2 separate regions of the Drosophila melanogaster genome follow, and region 2 is linked to region 1. The links are chromatin contacts, called in public HiChIP or PLAC-seq maps. All regions are on one chromosome and are shown on one strand. The core of a region is the stretch at or near the end of the contact, and the rest is flanking DNA. Distances in the headings are between cores, read along the strand shown. Region 1 holds the start of CG9175. Region 2 holds the start of CG11050.

Region 1 (4,466 bases), core at 704-3,203:
AAACTATGCACTTAAACTAATTAACATGATGGAGGAGGGGTGGGACGACGCTGGGAGTGCTGGGGGGGGGAGGAGTTGTGGCTTATTGCAGAAAACTAAACCCTGTTTACAAACTAATAATGCAAATCGAATAACTCTCTTCTGGCCATTGAGCATCAGATGCCAATGTAGGAGCACAGCACGAACACGGCGAAAATCATGACAATCAGAAAGACGATGGCAATCCAGGCGGGGATTGTACCTAAAAAGAAGTTGGCAGTGAGATAATTTCCAATTTTACACCAATTTTATTGCTTACGTCTTTGGGACAGACTGTGGATGCAGACTTTGTTGTCCACCGAAATGGACAGAACGGCTGCCTCCGTGTCGCTGGAAATGGGCGGTCCCTCCTCGTTGGTAATAGGCAGGAACTGGAGGCCAGTTACGAACATGGAGTGTGCATGGGGAATGTGGAGCACGCGCTGCAAAACGTAAGCAAAGAATTGGAGTTAAGACTATTAACGTACACTTTGATTAGTTGCCTCTGCTCACCTGCAGACTGAATGCAATGTACATGGATACGCTGCCTGAGAACATCGTGCCGACGGCCACGAATCGACCATCATCCCGCACTGCCAGTGACGAGAGGCTTTCGTCAATGGCCACAGCCTGACGCAGTTGCCCGCTGGCACAGTCCCAGTGCTGCAGGAAGCCACGCTGCTTTCCCACCTTGCCCAGCGGATTGGCAATGGTAAAGAGGCGGTAGTTATCCTTTTGCGCCTCCACGGTTCCGTAGCGGCACCGTTTGAACAGGTACTTGGCCCCCTCGGGCGTTTTCCACTGCAGCTTGTGTTGCAGCTGGCCGCTGGCCAGGTCCCACACCAAGCCCTGTGCATCCTTGGAGATGCTGGCAATTAGCTTGCTGTCGGGACTGAAGTCCAGGTCATCGATCTCCTTGCTGTGTGCCGCCAGCTCGGCGGCCAGCGTCATCTGGGGGAACGTCCAGACGCGCAGTTTTCCGTCCGTGCCGCCAGTGGCCATCAGACGGCCATTACCGCTGATGCGCACCACGCGCTGCAGGGGCTCGGCGCCCTTGAGGAAGTCCGTCTGGATCACATCCGCCGCCTGGATGTCGAAATGCAGTCGCCGAAACTGACGCAATATGTCGGCGGTGGAAAGGGGTGGCCTGTGCCCGTTGGCCACTGGCTCCACGCCCGAGTGTGCGTTTCGCTGGCGCACGTTGCCGTTCTCGTGCGGCCGTTCCTCCGGAGCAGGCTTGCCGTCCCCGACGCCCACACCGTTTCCATTCCCATCCTCTTCGGATTGAACGCGCGGCTGGACGTAGTACATCTGACAGTGCGCCTCCTGGCCGGCGCACAGATAGCCCCTCCGGCCGCCATTGCGCACCGCGAAGTTCATCACCACATTGGCGCCGGTCTCATGGCGCAAAACCTCCTCCGCGCAGAAGTGGCTGCCGTTGTGGTACAGCTCATAGATCTCCTGGAAAGATCAATCGTCGATTAGAAACATCACAAGAATGCGGCGGAGCGAGCTGAGTTCATACAAAGCCGTTCGCCACTCCCGTTTTGCTGGAGCCACCGCCTCCGGCTACCAGAATGTGGCGGCTGGTTAGCATGTCCACGGCGTACAGCGGGAAGTTCACGCGGGCCAGCAGGCCGTCGCTGGGACGGCGGGTGTGGGCCATTATCAATAATATATCACAATCGACCGGACGCTGGGGGCGGAGGGATTGGGGCTGAGTGATTGACTCGAGTTTATCAGCTCTGGCCGCGGGGCAGGCACATCTAATTGGGTCTACCGCTGGCACACTCCGGCTGTTAACTGACTGGGAATTGTGGGTCGATTCAGTGGACGTTAATCATGGGAACTATTTTCTTATTGTGTTTTGGACTGAGAAAGTTGTCTTAAAAATCCACGTACACTGAATAGCGGTGGCAGGGCGAGGTATCGATACATCGATAGGCAGATTGGTGATTGGTGCCATAGCAGTCAGCTGTCTTCAGCTGATGAACAGGGCTGCCAGACTGGTGACGTGAGCAAACAGCTGATGGGCTGCAATGTTAACAGCTGGAAATATCAAAATATTCACAGCTGTTCTCTAATCGATAGGTAACTTTAAAAATTATCGCAATAAGCTTAATGTTTTTAAGTACATAATTGTTAACCATTTTTATATACATAAGAATTCAAGTATATTGCGATATTTATTTTGCAACGCGTATATTGCACCCAGTACGCTGCATAACGTGGCTTGTCTTCTTTACCTTGTACCTTAAGGTACAATATACCATGTACCCTGTTTGAAATGTTCAATGATCCACCTCATAACCAGTACCTACTGGTACCTACCTTTAAGAACGAGATAGGCTTAATTGTACTTGTAATAAAATTTTATTAAAAAGAAAGTAGACAAATTTCTCCCCTGCAACAACTTGAAAAAGGAATTCTTTTTTCCAAGTGAAATAAGAAATTATAATATTTCAGGATTGTCATTAATGCGGTGGAGCTCAGCAGTGGTCTTCCTGGTTCTTTGTTGTGACAAAATGACCTTCAATCGCTGGTGGGCGGCACAAAGGGGACTCCGAAGTCATATTTATATACTCCTTTACGTGGGAGTTATTTATGTATGTACATATATCAGACAAAGGTGTGAAACGTGTTGAACGAGTTATTGTTCAAATCTGCAGCATCTTAAATTCTCTATTAGGTGTTTCTTATTGCTATTTTCTGACTTTTGTCAACTCTGCGTTGATAACTTTATCAGATTTCAATTAAATTTCTCATCAATTTTGCCATAGATCGTATAGGCTGTATTTAAATTTAAATGGGCGTTAAAGTGAAAACTGTCTACTGTCTACGCACCTAAACTAGTTTTGTTATAATTATTTTCATAGTGCGTGAACAAGTTTTTCCGGCACTTTGATCAAATTTCACTTTTATCGAAGTCAAGGTGGCTTAAGTGATATGTCAATATTGTTAACCTGATTCAAGTGGATGTACGTATGTATGTATATTATTTATAATTATTAAATGAATAAAAAGCTTCAAAAAGGAAGACATAATCAAGTTCGTTGTCCTTGTGTTTCTTTTGAAGTGTCACAACACTCATTCGTATTTATTTGAAAAGTTTAGGATCTTACTTTTGGGATTCAACAGACTTTTTTGGGCGTACATAATAAATTCAAAATTGTCATTTGAATTATAACCGACAAAAGAAAACAAACAAAAGACGCACTGGCGCCATCTCTTTTCCACTCGCACAGCTTCCAGGTCAGCAACAACAACAAAGCCCAGCTGGTGCTCACCGATCGCGACGCCGCGTCGCTGCTTTCGTTTTCTTCTCTGCTTTCTGTTTCTTCCTTGCTCATTCGCTTAATTTTCGCCGACGCGATCACAACTGTAAAAAACAACTGCCGAAGTTCTCGCACCGTATTTTAACTGTTAACAATTCAAAAGTGTCCAGTGTGTCTATCGTTATTTGAATGCTATTATTAACTGTACATGTGCTAACTTATTTCATTGGAAAGCAATCTACAGGTGAGTGGCCTCTGAACCTCGAGTGCAATCTGGTTTGATCCAGTGCAAGATCCCTTTTTTCGCCACTGCGCAATTGCACCAACAGCAACTTGCGCAGAGCTCTTTTGTTGCTTTTCCCTCGCGCTTTGTACCTCTTCTTTTTCCCGTAACAAAGTGCAGATCAGTGTGTATGTACGCATTATATGAACTTTGTGTGGTGGTACATTGTACATATGATACACACATAAAGTATGTACTTGAATGTAATTTGAATGCCCTAACGGAGTTGAAAGTGCTGTCAGCGACTATCTAAATTTCTTTAATATGCATATCTATACTCACCTCAACGTACATGAATATTTAGGTATTTAACGCTTTAGTTGCGGCGAACTTAAAGACATACATACATGTTTATGTGTGTGTGTAGTTTCAATGATCATTTTTGATTTGATCATTTAAAATGATTTAATTTTTATATATTATCATTTAAATATGGCAGCAATATACAAACATACATACATATTTCGCTTCACAAAGTTGTGCAAAACGCAACGGGTATATTTTCAAATATCCTGCCCATTTGACTTTAGCAAAAGTACATACAGTTTGTCAAGAAACTGTTTACACACTGTGAAATAAGTTGAATTTTTGACTTTAAAGCTAAAAATTAAGGGTTTTTTGCTTAATTAAACGCAATTTTTTTATAAAATATAATTAAACAATATTTATTTTACTTATAAATCAAAAAAAAAATTAAAAATATTAAATATACAAGAAAATAAACAACAAAATCCAAGTTTACACACTTTTGAGACTGTCAAGAAACTCTTTACATATTTTGTTTTCCTACTTTGTTTTGTTCTTTTTCTTAGAACGAACTCGATTTTTCCGTTATTTTTGGCTTTGCATTGCTTTTTACAACGCTTCTAATGAAATTTGTTGACTTTGCT
Region 2 (4,466 bases), core at 640-3,139, 510 kb after region 1:
TGAATTACATTTCAATATGCTTCAGCGTGTTCATCATTTATTAAGCCAGCTGGGCAGGCGAATGCCTGGTTGCGAAATGCCAATCGAGGAGCAGAGGATCCTTGAGCTCGTCCTGGGACTTTTGGCTGCCGACAGGAAACTGAAATGCTACCGAGTGCTTAGCTCCGTTTGCAATTTCCGTTTTGTCACATTTGTCTAAGTGAATGGAAATTTATGCAGCTGCTCCGGGCAAATTATGCTGCCTGGTTGCTGGTTGCTGGTTGGGTTAATGCTTTATTCACGGTCCAGCGCTTAATGAAAGAGTCATTACACTCATTCATTCATTCAATCGCTGATTCATTCATGAGCAGACGAGAGCGCGTGTCCTTTGTTTTCCACTTCCCATCGATTCCTGCCTCGGCAGCTCCTTGTTGTTGTCGTTAATTAATTGATTTCCATTGATGCCGGGGTAGCATTAATCATACGCCGCGTTGGCCCATCGACCGTGGCAGACTATTGTTATTCCTTCCTTAGTGCCTGTCCTCCAACTTCTTCTTATTCGCAATTTTTCCTGTCATTCGGCGCAGGCTTTCAATTTCCCTGCAGGAATGCAGTTTTCTGTCAAAGTTTTTCATTAGCGCTTCACTTGCCAGTTACGCAGCAAAATAAGGAAATGGATGAAAAGTTGCATCTGCTGAAATTGAAAAATTTTTGGTATGCCCCTCAAAGAGATTCAGCTGCGCCGGAAGATAATCAAGTCCTTGGGACATTGCAAAAATAAGTTGATGTTGCAAAATCATGCATATCTATATCAGTAAATATATAAAGGATATATATATTCAAACTTCTATCTTTTTTGTTGACTGAGTGCTACAACTTTTCCTAATGCCATTGTAAAAGATTTTAAATTGATGATGGGTAAAATTGTGCAGCAATTTATTCGAATCAATTATGAAATTTGCGCAAAAGATTACACCAATTTAATTGCATACCGCCGATAAAATAAATGTTAATACATTTTCCATTGAGGATTTCCACAAACGCAGTTACAAAAAAAAATACAAATAAGCCTGCACTTTGACTGCTAGTTGACCCATAAATAAATCATTTCCGCAAGCAAAGCGCTGTTGCATAATAGATGCAACGGATTTATGTGCGGTAATGTTGTCTAAAATATGCATAAGTCGTAACCGTCGATTTAAATTTATTCATAATCCGCATCGCCCAACCGGAAGCCGTCCAAATTATCGCCCAGTCCCCCAAAAACGCGACTGCCAACGTGACAGTTGGCTGGAATCAATTAAATTGGCTTGTGGTCGCACTGCCCTCCAGATCCATTGGATCCATTTTGGGCTTAGTGGTTGACGTTTTGACAGTTTTAGTCTAACTCATTCCGCGCTTAACTGCCTTAGAAGCGACTTATTTGGCGACCTATTTCTGTCAGAAAGCGATTGCAATATAATCTGGAAAGTAAATAATTATAACAAAGTAGCTACACAAGAAAGCGGTTTAATACAGAGCTTGAATCATGAAATATTAATAAAAAACAGATACACAGTGGGTATTGCTTGGGTTAAATCTCTTAAGTATTTCGAAGGATATTTAATCCTTCAAGCTATATGTTGCTGATGCGAAATCTTTGCGAATTCAATAAATCATCACAAATGTTACTTCTTTTTAATGATTTAAGCCATAACCATTTTTGCCCTTTAACCCTTTAACTTTACTTATTTTACTCACTCCTCCTTTTTGTTGCAGTGTTAAATGCAGGGCGCTGCCAGACTGCCAGAAAATGTTTTCATCCAAGTTTATCACCAATACAGTAAGGCTCGGAGTGAAACCACGAATTTCGGTTTACCCAGCCCTGATGACTCAAGCAAGCAGCTGACCGCCGCTGCTCGATGGCATTTTGCCGTGACCTGGTCACACCGACGCCAACAGCTGCTCGCGGTCAGAATAACGAAAAGTGTAACCGAAAAAAGACAATTGTGCAATTGCTGCGAAAAGCCAACACAATTGAATAAAAGAGCGCGCAACATTGTTTATTTGCCCGTCGGCGGGCGAGAGATCGAGTGGATTGGTGTATTAAATTAAAAATATTCATCGCAGCACGATGCACAGCGCTTGGTGATGCAGAATGCAGATTGTTGAGCTGTTGCATAAATTCCGTTAGTAATTCTAACTATTTCGTTTTGTTGTTGTAGTTGTGCGCGTGTGCGATGTGTGTGTGTGTGGGTGTGCGATGGTATCTAATTACAAGCGCTGTGGCCGCGGCGGTCGCGTTGCCGAATCAAAAGAAAGCATTTCAGTTTCTCATCGGCGGGCGCAGCTCATAGTCGTCAACATTGCAACGAACTAACGGTGCTTACGTGCCACACGACGCACACAACGTACCGCCACGAATTCCCCCTCCCCGCGATCGAACGCCTTCACCTTGAGCTGCCTGTCAATTCTCGGCATCGCTTCCTATTTATTCGCTGCCCCTGTTCTAACGGAACTTCTTGCACCCAGGTAGCCGAACTACACACACACACACACACACGTGCATCAGAGAAACAGCTGCGGCGGTAAAATAGTGCGCAAAATTTGAAGTCGATTGTGTGTTTCAGCCATTTCCATTCCATAGGCACATACATAGGTGCAAACAAACTTTAATTTCAAACGGTTCCATTCATGTATAAATTATTTAATTATTTCACTTTAGTTTTGTATATCATAATTTACTGCAAACTAAGATTTAAAACTCTTGTGATTGCTTGGAATTCCTGTTAAATCCTTTGTAATATTTTAGTGTTATTGTTTTGAACCGAACTGTACCAACATACATATAAACATACATTTTCATGTTTATGTTTATATGAGAGACTGGGAAGAAAAGTGCCGACAGCTGATAAGAAACTAATTATTTTTGCCCATCGATTGCACTTTGGACGACCTATAAAATTTAAAAAGCAATATCATTTTCGACATTGTGTTTTGCAATAAATAAATAATTTTTAATTGCCTCAGTTCGTTTTGTGTTTTTGCGAAAAGTGACTGGTTGTGTGCATAATATACATTGCATCAGCCTATTGAAGTGGAAATATCATTAAAGTATTAATACTTTAAATTTTTAAAAATATATTACTTGTCTCGCATTTTTTGTTGTTAATTAGTGTGAAATTACAGATCAAGTGCTTTCAATTCGTTTTTAAGTAGATTTTAATTATGCCTAAATATGCATATTTCCATAAATCAACAGAAACGTAGATAACAGTTTATCCCATGACACTTTATTTCTCATTTTCTCAGTCAAATTAATCGCATGCAATAAAACTGTTCCGAATTGTTGCTCATGACAACAACACTTACGATTATGTATTTCCCTCCCTTTCTCACCTACAGACGCCACTTGCACATCACGTGTTTGACTCAGGCTACAAATTTGTGGCCCACGATCTGAATTTGATCTCATCTGTGGTCGCGATGTTCTCACTACAACTACAGCAGTTGCTCCGAGCGACAGCAAGCGGCGTGACGTCGGGAGCCACAAAGACACTGGTAAAAATAATTAGTTTAACGTATAATTAAAATCAATTTGCATGCATATTTGCTTAAAATTAATACAAGATTAGATTTTGTATTGCTTTTATCATTTAGTTTTACAACGCTAGATTTGAATAACCCACATATTTTTTCAGTGCACAGCCACAGCGTCTGCCGCCACAAAGCACTCTAGTCAAGCGAAGTTCGGCGACAACAGCAGTCACGGTTCGCCATCGCACACGGACGGTCGCAGTCACGGTGAATCAGAGTCGGATTTGGAGTCGGCGCACGGCCAGAATTTCACATCACACCACTTAGCCAGACGGATACTTCAGCAGCGCAGCCAGGACATCCAGCGCCACATCCACACGCAGTCAGCCAAGGGACAGACCAGTGCCAAGTCCTCGCAGCAACAGCAGCATCAGCAGACCGCCACCAAGTTCGCCATGTCATCGCTAGCAGCTGAGCCTCTGCAGTCGCAGAAATCGGATGAAATCACGGCCAGCACGGGCGGCGGAGATGTGGAGACGCCCGGACTGGGCGCATCCTGCCACGAGGTGGCCGCCGCATCGGCCAGTGCCGGCAAGAAGCCCTGCTTCAGCTCGGGCCTCGGCGAGATACTTCAGTTCATGGAGCTCATCGGCAACCTGAAGGTATGTGGAACTGGTTTGCCTGCGTTTTTTCCCGCTCCACTTGCGGGTCATATGCTCGCATCGATTTTTCCCGATGTCCTGCGTGTTTTGATTTTGCCACCAAGTAACTGGTTGCTACAGAACCTTACTCTTCAAAGAGATAACATTTTGTTATTGTTTATTTGGCTTTTAATGCTAATAACTTATATTAGAGCTATTTAGTGATCAGAAAAATGGAAAAAGTTTATTTATTTAGTATGTTGTTTATTTATGTATAGGTGTTAGCAATTTCACGTGTTATTGTTTATTTGGCTTTTAATGCTAATAACT

The links. HiChIP or PLAC-seq counts read pairs in DNA pulled down with a chosen protein or histone mark.
Region 2: a contact with region 1 is called in an H3K27ac HiChIP or PLAC-seq map of the Kc167 cell line, with 3 times the contacts expected there. The contact joins the promoter of CG11050 here to the promoter of CG9175 in region 1. A contact is called at or near these places in 1 of 107 Hi-C or Micro-C datasets (the Kc167 cell line) and 1 of 6 datasets of contacts at active chromatin or transcription factors (the Kc167 cell line).

The regions. Positions count from the first base shown.
Region 1 is chr2L:6,097,013-6,101,478 of dm6, forward strand. CG9175 reads right to left here and starts at 1,954. Exons shown (of 5, transcript NM_164681.3): 1 at 1,921-1,954; 2 at 1,544-1,825; 3 at 532-1,479; 4 at 299-461; 5 at 1-241. The coding sequence starts at 1,684. The coding sequence ends at 156. stai (stathmin) reads left to right here and starts at 3,365. Exons shown (of 7, transcript NM_164682.3): 1 at 3,365-3,537.
Region 2 is chr2L:6,609,122-6,613,587 of dm6, forward strand. CG11050 reads left to right here and starts at 1,890. Exons shown (of 5, transcript NM_135208.6): 1 at 1,890-2,147; 2 at 3,364-3,519; 3 at 3,660-4,157. The coding sequence starts at 3,445.